Linked DNA regions of Rattus norvegicus: region 2 is linked to region 1. Evidence: chromatin contacts called from public HiChIP or PLAC-seq data. All regions are on one chromosome and are shown on one strand. Each heading gives the region's core, a stretch centred on a gene start, on an enhancer-like site or on the middle of the called end of the contact. The rest is flanking DNA. Distances are from core to core; before and after follow the strand shown. Region 1 has its middle 60 kb from the start of RGD1563049. Region 2 overlaps Hivep3 (HIVEP zinc finger 3).

Region 1 (6,067 bases), core at 2,203-4,702:
CAAGGTTTTGCCTAACATTTTCAGTGTCTCTCATGTTCTCCCACCTCAAGGCTTGATTACAGGCCCTATGATCATGAAATTTCTCTATTACTACACTCATTTCTGAAGGGTCATTTCATGCAAGCCCCTTTCTGGGAACTGATGCTCCGATTCCTAACATTTAGTGCAAAAGCCCAGAATCAGGCCAGGGGCTTCGGACTCTGAAGTCTGCAGAGTTTTCAATCATAGGGTGGCAAACATTTCTGTATTAGTCAAGCCAGCACCAGTGAGGGTCGGGGTGAGTGAGGGTCAGGTTCTCTTCCTTGTATCCAAATGCATTACAGATCTCAAAGCCAATTGCGTAATGCACAACAATGGTAGAAGAGAAAAAAATAAATGAAGAAAGATAGACAGTAAGAGACAGAAAGAGAGAAGATGGCATCCCTTCAGATTGGTGATGGACACCAGGAATGGCTGGACCAGGAGGACAGAGGTAGCTATGGGGACTTGTAGAGAGCAGAGGAGACAGAATGGAAGCAGGGCTTAGGCATTTGCAGTGTGGGCTCTACCCTGAGCACGTGTGTCACTCACTCTATGCAGTTCATGAATCTGTCTTGTGAACTCAATAAGCAGCAGAGCTGGGATCCAGGCCACAGTAACCACAACGTCAGGTGCAGGATCAGTAAACACCAGTTGCTGAGCCGCACGCTGCCCTGGGTGCTACGTTCAGATGCCCATTTGTAAGATGGAGACCGATTCCTGCATCCCACAGGTCGGACACGGTGGGACGTGGGACGTGTGAAGGTGAAAGCAAGGCACTGGTGGATCGAAGCGTGAACTCATGCACTGAGATTCGAGGTTTGACACTCTCTGCTCAGCAGCCATCTGCAGGACCGAGAATAGAAGCACAGCAGGCAGGCCCTCGAGATGGCTCAGCGGGTAGATGCCGCCGCCAAGCCTAATAACATGAGTCTAATCACCTGAATCCATAGAGGGACAATGAACAGTCACTCGCACAAGTTGTCCCTCTGACTGACCTACACATGCATGCTGTGGAACACACACACACATACACACCCCTTTACATACACATGCACATGTGGGTACACAGACAAATGAATAAATGTAATTTTAAAAAAAGAATTATGGCAGACTAAGGATGCTCTTACACAGCCTAAGGATGCTAAATGTTTATTTTCATGTCATTAACAGAGATTATTTAGAAATAGAAAATAAATTACTTCTTGCCAATAAAATCAAGTGCTCAGTTCATCGGATGATTAAACGACACAGCCAGGATTGCCAGGATCACGTCTCTCCTCAGACATTGTGGGAGAAGAAATTGCTAGCGAGTACATCAAGTCAAACTCACTCCACAGAGGCTCCAGGCACTGTGTTGCTCCTTGAAGCAGAATCACTGATTTCAGACTCCAGGTGAAACTCACAAAGTTCCCAGAGGTCCTGAGTGGTTTGAATGCATGAGCTTACCTCATGGAAATCTCCACAGTCTCTTCGATCTACCATGGAGCAAGCTAAGACGCACTGCTGCCGACATCCAGCCACCGGCCAAGGCAGCTTCTTACCCCAAAGATGCACAGATACCCAGCCCATGCCCTCAGCAGCGGGCGGCTCCTAGAACCAGACATCATGTGGACACAGCTCTGGGCCCTAGAAGACTCAGTGCAAAGGAGAGATCCACAAAGGTTTGGGCCTCTTGTGGTTGGAAGAGCAAATAAGGTCCTGAGCCTTTCTGGTGTTCAAACAAAGCCCAGAGTCACATGTGGACAGAAAAAAGGAAAGGCTGTAAGTAGGTCCTGTCTGTGCTACACACACACACACACACACACACACACACACACACACACACACACCCGAGTAAAGTCCCAGTTTGGCTGAGGCATGAAGACTTTCTTGTCATGGATGGTTAGAGTGCAGGCTTTAAATACGGGTCATATGTTCATGAAGAAAAGGAGAGGCTGGGAATTCAGGGGTGTGGATACTTTCTCAGCTCTTCCCTGTGGTAGGTTCCATAGGGCCTTGTCTGCTCTTGAGCCATATTTAGCGACAGTATGTGATGGGGGTATATATAATGCTCTGGAGAACAAGGTCACATTGGCCTCTGAGTGACAATCCTTCCAATGCTGACCCTGAAGGACGCTAGCAATGAATTTGGGTCTGCACGGCTGTCTGTATCTGAAAGGCTTCATAAGCAGCTGGGGATTGGGCTGCAGGTGCCAACAGCCTGCACTGGCGGGGACTGTGTCCTCATTTCTCCACTGTACCCAAATTCTGTATTTTGGTGTCAGCCTTCAGGGTTGCTGCCTGCCTTGTGTAGAGAAGGTGTTTTCTTTCCATTTCCGACTAGTTCCTTTTCGAAGCCTCCTATGAAGGGAGCTGTGACAACAGGCCTAACTCTGCCACCTTCCTGGAAATTCCTCCAAGCAATTTGCTGTCCCTCACTGTGTGCCTCTCACAGGGCTCTACTGTGTGCTTGCCCGGTGGCATAGGGGAACTGTGTTTTCTCTGAGCTCCCACAGTCTCTCTGTGATAGAGAAGGGGAACATTAGTAACCTGTTCAGAGCCACAGAGACCTGAAACAGGTAATGTTCCCTAATCCTGCCCCATGTGGGCAGGAGGGCTTCAGGAGCAAAGAGGCCCTGGCTATAGCTGGCTGGGCAGCCCTGGGTTCTGGGTGCCTGCCAATCAGAGGCCAATCTGGGGCTCTCCCGGTGGCTCTCCTTGGCCTGCGAGCAGGAAGCTCCGAATCCTGGGCTCCAGCCCAGAATGAGAGGAAAGGGGGCTTCTCTATGCCTCTGATTGTCCTCAGGACTACCCAGGAACAATGGGGACTCACACTGCCTCCTGCCACCAGTCTCCACCCAGCTGTTCTGACCATGCAGCCCCATCTCCCCAGCCTGTCTGTGGGAACACTGGGCATTTGTCAGCTCCAGAGTCACGCTGTGTGCCCAATGCTCTCTGGGCCTCTGGCTCCAGGCTGTGTCGGGTAGGCCAATCGAGCCACAGGCTCTCTTTCAAGTCCTCAAAGCCGTCACCCAGTGAAGCCAGAGGCTGGTCCTGGTATGAAACTTCTGTATTGCCTGCCACCCTCAGGGAAGGGAGCCCAGCCCTCTCCAATCTGACTCAGTCATTTAAAACAAGAGAGAACAGTGTGCACAAACACTATCTCTATGCTGTGGAGGAAATGGCTCCAGGCTGAAGGGCAAAAGCAAGCCAATCTAGCAGACCTCAGCACACTTCAGTGTTATCGTCTATCAGATGAAAAAGCATTTAATTCTAAGAGCCATGCTTGCTAGGGTCTCACCACACTCTGCGGCAGCACTTCCTAACTCCTGGCCCAGCTCTGTCTGAAGAAGATACAAGACCATGCACATAGGGATGGGGTGTAATAAAAGCTTAGGGAGGCCTAAACCACACCATCGGGTGTACAGGTGATCACTGAGGCTGAATGCAGGATGTGGAGAATCCGCCCACATTGTGCATTTAATAAACCCACTGAGACTCTATGAGGGGCATAGAGGTTCACAGCCCATCACACGTTCAACAGACCCACTCTCTCAGCCAGGGGCTTGGGGTGGCTCCTATATGCTGATCACCATGCACCACCAGCCAGATGCTGGTTCTCTGGAGCATTCTGTCTGACCCAGCCAGAGCTCTATGATGGCAGACAAATTAGCAGTTGCTGCTACGGCTTAAATATGGAGCTCGAGTTCCCTCAGCCCCTGCAAAGCCTCCCCGTGTTGAAGGCTTGGTCCCCAGCTGGTGCTGCTGTTGGGAGGTGAGGAAGCCATGACGATGCTTATGCCATCAGTGGATTGACCCACTGTTGAGTGGGTTTATGAGCGAGCTGTGAAGAGGTGGGGTCTAGCTGGAGGAAGCGGGTCGCTGAGAACAGCGTACATTTGAATGGCCTATTATTCTCTGCCCCTTCACCTCTCGCTTTGCCTCCCATCTGCTGTGAAGTCAGCATCCTTCTTTGCTCATCCCCTTCCTCCATCTTGCCTCTGCCTTTCCATGGATCTAGAAATTACAGAGCCACTCACCGTGGACTGATGTCTTGAGTCCTAATAAGCTATCTTTTTTTTTAGGCATTTTGACGGAGCAATGGAAAAGCAATATAGTTGCTCTCATATCACTGGCAGCCATGTTGGCCATCCTCCCTTCCTGCCATGTTCAGTAATGAGTGCCAACGGGTGACTTCTGGTGCTCTAAAGTCAAGTAGGTGGAATGTCCTATGCCCCCCCCCCAGAGACCATGGCATCTCCCAAGCATCCCCAATCAGATCTGCTTAGAAGAGGATATGCTTTTCTCTCTGTGGTGCAGGCCACCCATATGCTTTGAGTGTTCTCCCGTGCCCACCAGTCAGCCCTGTGAGCCTGCCCAGCCTGGCACCTTCAACTCCCTGGAAAGATTGTGAACCCGCGACAGTGTAGCTGGGACCCTTAGTTCACCAGCTCCTCCTTGTTCCTGTCAGTCCCCCTGAAAGCAGGTCAGCCACAGCTGGGACCACTGACTTCTAAGAGACATTTACTGAGCAGGACCAGGGGCTAGGAACAATTTCAAACACAACGGGCCAAATTCCTGCCCTAATGAAGCTTATGTTCTAGGGAAATATATATGTTAAGAGGGTAAAAAAAAATTGCTACAGGCAATGAGATGCAACCCATGGTGGTCAGTTTCTTGGGAGCCAAAGCGAGAGGGAACATGCCAGGCAAGGGAACAGGCCAGGGAACAGCATGTGCGTACAGACCAAGACAGGCTTGTGCTTGCCATGTTTGAGGAACACACCCTGTACTTGCCCTGCCTACACCAGCTGAGCTCATCGCCATCTCTACCCTCTGCTTCTTCCTCACCATGTCAGCCTCTGACCAGATGGTCTGACCCGTGCAGATCTTTCTGTTCAGCTCCCTTTGCTTGGCTGCCGTCAAGAGTTCTGTTCCACAGCTGGTGGCCCAGGCCTGTCTTCCCATGTCCCGTGCTTTCCTGAGGTAATGGTAGCAGCTGCCTGCTGGTTGGAGTGAGGGCTTCAAAGTCTCACCACTCAGAGAAGCCTGGTCAAACTGCTATCCATGCCTCAGTTTCTTCACCTGGAGATGGGGGACACAGCAATGTGCCAGGGGGGCTGCTGCCATCTAATGAGTCCCATCTGCCAAGTGTAGGGGAGTACTTCAGCAATGATCAGAGAAAAATACTTTGATAGAAGCCCCTGTACCCTCACTGGGCAAAGATAGCAAGAGGCAAACGCTTGCTGTCTAGGGAGAAAGTAAAATGTACCTCTGAGCTCATCTGAATGCTCTTGGGAAAGTTGACTCAATCTCCTTTGTCACCGAGATTATAGTCCATCCCTCACCAACCTTGGCAAATATTAAAAGAAATGGCGTCAGAGACCCAGAGTCGCTCTGGACAACAGCTCCCCATGTGGGCAGAAGCACCTCACCCTGAAGACGTAGAGAAGGTTTTAGATCACTGATCAAGTTCCTGAGAACCAGACAGAGACAGACGGGTTCCGAAGCAGAGGTTCGTGATCTCAAGGGGACCACTGAGCAGACGACTAGCTGGAGCTTCACAGAGCCCTGGAGGTGGGGAAAGGCAGCAGCTGGGGCCTTGGCATGGTCTACAGGTAGATTCTGAGACAGATCCATTTGTGAGGGAGTGCAAAAGGCCAGGTAGGTGCTGAGAACCAGTATCAGGGGTCTGGGAGTTCCTAAACATGCCAGGAGTAAAGTTGGAGACCCATGACAGAATATGAACACATCAGAGCTAAGCCAGGGGAAGACTGAGCCAGGAGTAGCTGGCAGGGCTCAGGCTGAATTGGGAATGCCATCTTCCTCTGGGGACATCTATGTTTGCCTTGATGTGACTTTGCCAGGAACTACCTTCTAGCCTCCAAATTAGGATTGAAACCAGTCTCTCAAACCCCTGAAGCAGGATCCTGTAGAAGCTCTGGGAGGGTCTCCAAGCCCACACAGTAGAAGAGAGGAATGAGAGAGAAGTGAGGAGGGCCAGGAGGTGCACCTGCCCCAGACGGAGGCCTGACTCTCCCTGGGGCCCCATGGGTAATCAGGTCAGC
Region 2 (6,067 bases), core at 2,442-4,941, 140 kb before region 1:
TATTGTATTTGCATGCTCATGTATGTGCATGTGTCACGGCGGGCATGTAAAGGTCAGAGGGCAACTTGCAGGAATGGGTCCTCTTCTTCCACTTGTGGGTCCTGGAGACTGATCAAGCTGGTCTTAAACTCATGGCAACCCTCCTGTCTCAGCCTCCTGAACACTGGAATTATACGTGTAAGTCATTATACTTGGTGAAAGTTATGTTTACATGACACAATATAGTCTTTCTCCACCTCTAATGTTGGAGATGAAATCCAGGACCTCATTCATGCCAGCAGGCACTCCATGACTGAGCTGTATCCACAACTCAAGTGTATCTTCTACCAAACACCACAGGGCTGTTCTACGATCTAATTCCAGAATGGTTTTTTTTTTTTTTTTTTTTTTTTTGGTTCTTTTTTTCGGAGCTGGGGACGGAACCCAGGGCCTTGCGCTTCCTAGGTAAGCGCTCTACCACTGAGCTAAATCCCCAGCCCCATTCCAGAATGTTTTTTATCACTCTATGAAGGATCCCTGTACCCATTAACAGTCACTTCTCATTCCCTTCCTCCAAGTCCCCCATAGGTTTCTATCTCTGTGGGTTCATTTTCTCTGAAAATTTCACAGAAACAGAATCATCCAGCAACATGGTCCATTGGCTTTGGCTTCTTTCTCTTGGCATAAAGGTCGTAGTCACTTGGTTTGAGAACCCCAAGGCTGCATAATGTTTCTTAGAGTATTATGAGTCCCCATGGCTCTTGGGGCCATGGTGTTTACAGTGCAGTGTCCTGCCTAATTTTATGTCAATTTGACATAAGTTGAAGTCATCTGAGGGGAGAAAACCTTAATTAATAAAATGCCTCCATAAGGTCTGGCTATACATGAACCTGCAGGGCATTTCCTTAATTAATGATTGATCAAAGAGAGCCCAGCCATTGTGGGTGGAGTCATCCCTGGGCTGGTGGTCTGGATTCTATAAGAAAGCAGGCTGAGCAAGCCATGATAAGCAAGCCAGGAAGCAGCACCCCTCCATGGCCTCTGCATCAGCTCCTGCCTTCAGGTTTCTGCCCCGTTTGAATTCCTGTCCTGGTTTTCTTCAGTGATGAACAGAGATATGGAAGCATAAGCCAAACAAACCGTTTCTTCCACAATGTATCTTTGGTCATGGCATTGATTGAAGCAACTTAGCCCTAAGATACATGGGTTGGAGCTGCTGATATGACACACACTCCTCTGTGTCCAGCAGCAGGCACACAGGCCTGACCAGTGTCATAATGAGACAGAGATGTGCTCACGACATAGGCTGCAGGATAAGGGTAGTTAGGAGCTGATGGACTATAGTGGGAATAGCCTTAGGGGTCTGAGACCATAGAGAAAAGAACCTAAAGATCTGGTTTTCTGTTGAGGAAACAGCATATCAAAGGCCAGCAGCCTGGAGCCTGCCAATCTGGGTCTAGAGGGAGAATCTTATTTCTCAGAGGAACTAAACACTGATTGGCTGGTTCGTATGTGGGGAGTACATGATATACACTGACTACCCCATATTTTTAATGCCCTCGCCAGCCCAGGTATCCTTTCATCAGGGAAGAGCTTCTAACAGAAAACCCCAATAGGCTAAGCAGATCCAAAAAGGCTTTGGCTCTGTGCTGTCTGTCATGCCCTGATCAATTAGCTAGCTCCATACTATCGATCTGCAGCTGTAACTCACTTACAGAGGCTCGGTCAGCTCAGGAGAGCTGGATGATTTAAGATCTAGATCCGAGGGGGAAGAAAAGGGCAGGTGAGCAAGCAGAAAGCCCTTCTTGGTAATTCTACTGTACAGCTCTCTGGCAGTCAGAGAAGGGCTGCCTAGGTATCTCCACAGTTCAGTGTCCCAACCACAGAGGGACTGGAGCGCTCCTGGAATATGAAGAAGGTAATTTCTTCCTGGTTGTTTTAAGTTGGAAGCCATTCATTAAGCCACCACCCCCTCTACTTCCCAGGATTTCATGCCAGCTCTGGGCTAGGCATTTGGCTTTCCCGGGGTGTAAGAAGGTCCTGCAAGCTGTCCTTAAGGCATTAGCTCATGTTTGGGACACTGTGCCAGCTGGAGATCTCCGTTCTGAGTCCCATCAGAAATACATTCTATTGTATTCTGTTACTTACCTAGCATTAAAACTGGCTTGAGTCTGTCTCGTTTAAAACATGGCCTCCTTCTAAGCACCCAGGATCCCAGGAATACCAACAGCGTCACTTTAACTGAATTAAGTAAATTGCTGTTAACATAAAGAATTTTGACCCAGTTCCAAAGTCTCTCTTCTTCTACTACTGTTCTATGTCCAGGCCCTAGTCCCTGAGGCCTCCCTGGGGCATGTGACACCTTATGAATGGCAAGCCCAGTTTCTCCCTCCAGGCAGGTGGCCTCACTCTTGTCACTTGGCTGTTGCTATGTGGCTTCCCCTCCATACCACAGGAGTTCAGCTGCCTCTGTGCAGCATCTGGGTTAAAGCCTGTACTTGTCCGTTAGTGCCAGGACCCAGGGTGGGAAGGGGCCTGCCAACAATACCAGGCTACAACAAGCACGTGCTAGGCCCCAGCTTTAACTTCTTTGCTGTAAGATGGGGTAGAAGAGGACAAGGATAGATTACTACTGAAGGAACCCAACAGGGAAGAACCCTGGGCTAAAAGGCACCGGCTTCACCTAACTCCAGGGAAAGCTCCATGGAGGCTGGGGGAGCCAGCAGCAGGGTCCTACACTGCTTTCTAAGTAGCCACACAGTCCACTTGCTAATGCCGAATGGCAGGCGATGGTTTGAATGCAGTGCCTTTGATCTTGACTTTGCTCTTGAGTTTTAATGACTGTTTGTTTGTTTGCCTCTAGAATTTTGCAACAAGCATCGTTTGCACATACATCTTTACGAGCTGGCGCTACTGTTCAAGCCAGATTCTCAGACGACATAGGATCCTGGGCCGAAGAGGATGTGTGTCTTGCGTACAACAGTGATGGGGCCTAATGTTCAAGGCATCTTCTTATTGATGAGCCGTGTGATTTTTGACTGGTTTTGACTCTGTCCAAAGGGCCACACAGGAGATCTCTGACCTCTACTCTGGTGGGTCGAGGACAGAGATACGGCTCCTATTTTCTCTGATGACATAGTGAATGTTCCCCTGGCTGGTTCAGGGGCCTTTGGGAGGGTAGGCAGCAGTGAGCTGGCTGTAATGTATCCTCTCTTCTCATTGAAGCTCCCCCAAGGCCCCCACAGAGACAAAGAGAGACAGAGAGAGGAGAGAGATAAGGAGGCAGTACAGAAGACAGCAGCAACCAGCCATATCACGTTTGCCCCTTAAGATCAGCACACGTTCATCTATTGAGACCACTGGGAGGATAGTGAAGCTGGCCAGGCCTTCTAGCTTCTTCTAGTCCTAGGTCCTGCTTCACAATAGAACCCTGGCAGGCAACAATGGAGCCAGATACCCATGCTGGGTGTGTGGCAAACCCTTCCCCCACCAGGTCGCTGGTGGGTGTGGAGGTGAAATGGGGAGTGAGGGGGTTTCTCTAGCTCCCTCTGTTTGCTGGCTCCCAGGAACTGTCTTACTAGAAAGGCATAGTGTAAATATTTTGCTAAGCAGCCAAGAGAGGAAACTTACCAGGCTGAGCTGCCCAGTGCTGGGCACTGGCCACGGGCACAATACTCAATGAGGCCATTATCTGTGAAGGGAGGTCTGTGTGTTCCACTGCGGGACAGTGCCAGAGCCCAGAGCCACCAGGCTTACCACTCTGGCTGCCACACAGAAGAGTCTCCTTGCACTCAGCAGACCCTGTGGTTATGCAGTGCCAGGCCAGGAGGTTAACTCTCTGGCGGACCAGAAGCCAGGCTTACTCCTGCTTGAGCATGGCTATCTGAAAATGTTAAAAATTGAGGAACGTGGTGCTCACATAACATGCTCATGCCCCAGACCAGCTGGGCTGCTTTAAAGGGTGTGGTACTGGGGAACTGGGGGGGGGTGAGGGGGAGCATCTCTCTATTAATAGTTCCTGGCCCTCCTGCCTGAGCAGCCCAGTGCTCTGAGCTGTCCCTGGTCTCATTGCCCTCTGCCTGGCTGCTCTTTTCTCCACCTCCTTGTCAGCTGGATTTGGTCGAAGTCACAGGGTCCACCCACTTCCTCAAAGCCTTCGCTGATCTCTCCAGACCCCACAGCCCGAGACTGAAAGAGTCTTGGAGCTATCTATCTAGAGACCCATTTAATAGTACTCAGATAAGTAAGCTGAGGTTTGGTGACATGGACTAGCTTGAGAAGCATCAGTGTATGTGAATGTTGGTGGGCTTTCCTGGTTTTAAACAAACAAGCCTCTCTTCTGTGCCTGGTGTCCCATCTCAGTGAATCATGCTGGCTGGATCCCACACTATGTCAGAGACCCACCCCAGCATGGCCTTTGCAGTCACTGTCCTGGTCTGTGTCATTGTCAGGTACTGACCTCCTGCTGTCACTCTACCCCATCCCCAATGCAGGTGTCCCCATGCCACAGCCAGGTGGGCTGTAGCACATTCGAGCTCCCTCTGCTGAGCTCAGACCTCCCAGGCTGCTCTGTGTGACCTGCTCTCCACCACCTCCCCTCCAGTCACACTGTGGCCTCCTGTTCCTGCCTGACAGGACCCCACCTCTGCCCAGTGCTCTGCCCAGCTGTCCACAGAGCTGGCACCCACACTTCCCTTGGTTCCATATTTAGACGCTACCCACCCAGGCTGCTTGCTACCTGCTCAGGCCACCGCCTGGCCCAGCTTATCATAACTTGCTAACCCCATGCCACCTTTTCATTCCATAGCTGATCCTGGCAGGCTCTATTTTGCTTAAGGAAAGAATACCTTCATATTTATTTTGTATACCTTTATATCTGAAAGAACTCACAAATATTATAAATGTGTGTAAGTGTTTGCCTTTTCTTGTGTGTCTGTGTACACATGCACATGTGAGCACGTGTATATGAGTATGTGTGAGCATGTATGTATACACATGTATGTGTGAGCATATGTATATGAGTATGTCTGTGTATGAGCATGTGTGTGCATACATACATGTGAGCATGTGTATATGACTGCGTCTGTGTGAGAGATAGAGAGATAGAGATAGATAGAGGGGGGGGAGTGTGTATATGTGTGTGTCAGGAATTGGTGTGTGCTGGGGAACTGAACTCAGGTCCTTGGCTCCATACCCTATGTTCTCTACTGGAATATGGAGAGATGGGCATTCTGCTTTGTCACTAGGACCTTGTGTCTAACAGCTGCATTTCAGGAAAGTCTGCCTATCTGACCATGGCAGTGTGTCACTGTGAGTATTGTTGGGAGGGAAGGAGTTTGGTTTTTAGTCTATGTGTACGATCAAGGGAAGACAGTGGTGTTCTGAGAGGCTAGGGCCGGGTGTGGTTCTCAGGTCCTTGGGTTCATTTTCCAGACCCAGGCCCAGCTGTTCCCAGACAGCAAGATTACAAAGGCCCCAGCGCGGCTGCTCAGACCAAGCTGCTGTAACGCCCCACCTGGCTGGCACACCCCTTCGTGGACTTAGCAGTGCAGGAATCTTCTCCCAACTATGTGTAACTAGCTCTCCAGCGATGGCCCAGCAGGTGAAACCCTTTGGATAAGCTTTGCTCCGTCTCACTGATGGCTGGGGAGGGGAAAGGACGGTGTTGAGGCTGGCCCAGTAGAGGACGGGGATTCAGACCACCAGGAAGGATAATTCCAGCACACTGTCCAACAGCACCGGAACAAGTAAGATGGCAAAACTTGTCCTGACAGGAGACATGGGCGGTTCCTGTTCCCAGGGAGAGCACACTGCACCCATGCTGGCTGGGAGCACACTGTCACGAGCAAACAGAAACTCCTCCCTGCCCCACATGATTGACATTTTTATTTACTTATGTGGCACGGTTTCCTTCAGTGTGGCTGGCTTCCTTTTAAAGTGGTGTCCAATGTAAGTTCCCAGGATGACCTGTGGTGCCACCCACCTTCCCTGTGCACCCCACCCTGTCCTGTGCTCACCTCTCTGAGCCCTGGTCTGACTCTTCTTACCTGACTATTGCTTCACAGGAAGCTTGTTCCTCTGCCAGGCT

What was found. HiChIP or PLAC-seq counts read pairs in DNA pulled down with a chosen protein or histone mark.
Region 2: an H3K27ac HiChIP or PLAC-seq map of oligodendrocytes shows a contact between it and region 1, with 8 times the contacts expected there. The contact joins two enhancer-like sites. A contact is called at or near these places in 2 of 12 Hi-C or Micro-C datasets (the A7r5 cell line and the Rat2 cell line) and 1 of 1 datasets of contacts at active chromatin or transcription factors (oligodendrocytes).

What each region holds. Positions count from the first base shown.
Region 1 is chr5:138,810,371-138,816,437 of GRCr8, reverse strand. It overlaps a transcript of Hivep3 not described here. Among named protein-coding and RNA genes, the nearest start is that of RGD1563049, 60 kb to the right of the region's middle. Within about 2 kb of position 3,452, at least 57 of the 93 cell types and tissues checked have an H3K27ac peak or open chromatin away from gene starts, as enhancers often do.
Region 2 is chr5:138,949,760-138,955,826 of GRCr8, reverse strand. All of the region lies in intron 1 of Hivep3 (HIVEP zinc finger 3), which reads right to left. Among named protein-coding and RNA genes, the nearest start is that of Hivep3, 9.5 kb to the right of the region's middle. Within about 2 kb of position 3,691, at least 51 of the 93 cell types and tissues checked have an H3K27ac peak or open chromatin away from gene starts, as enhancers often do.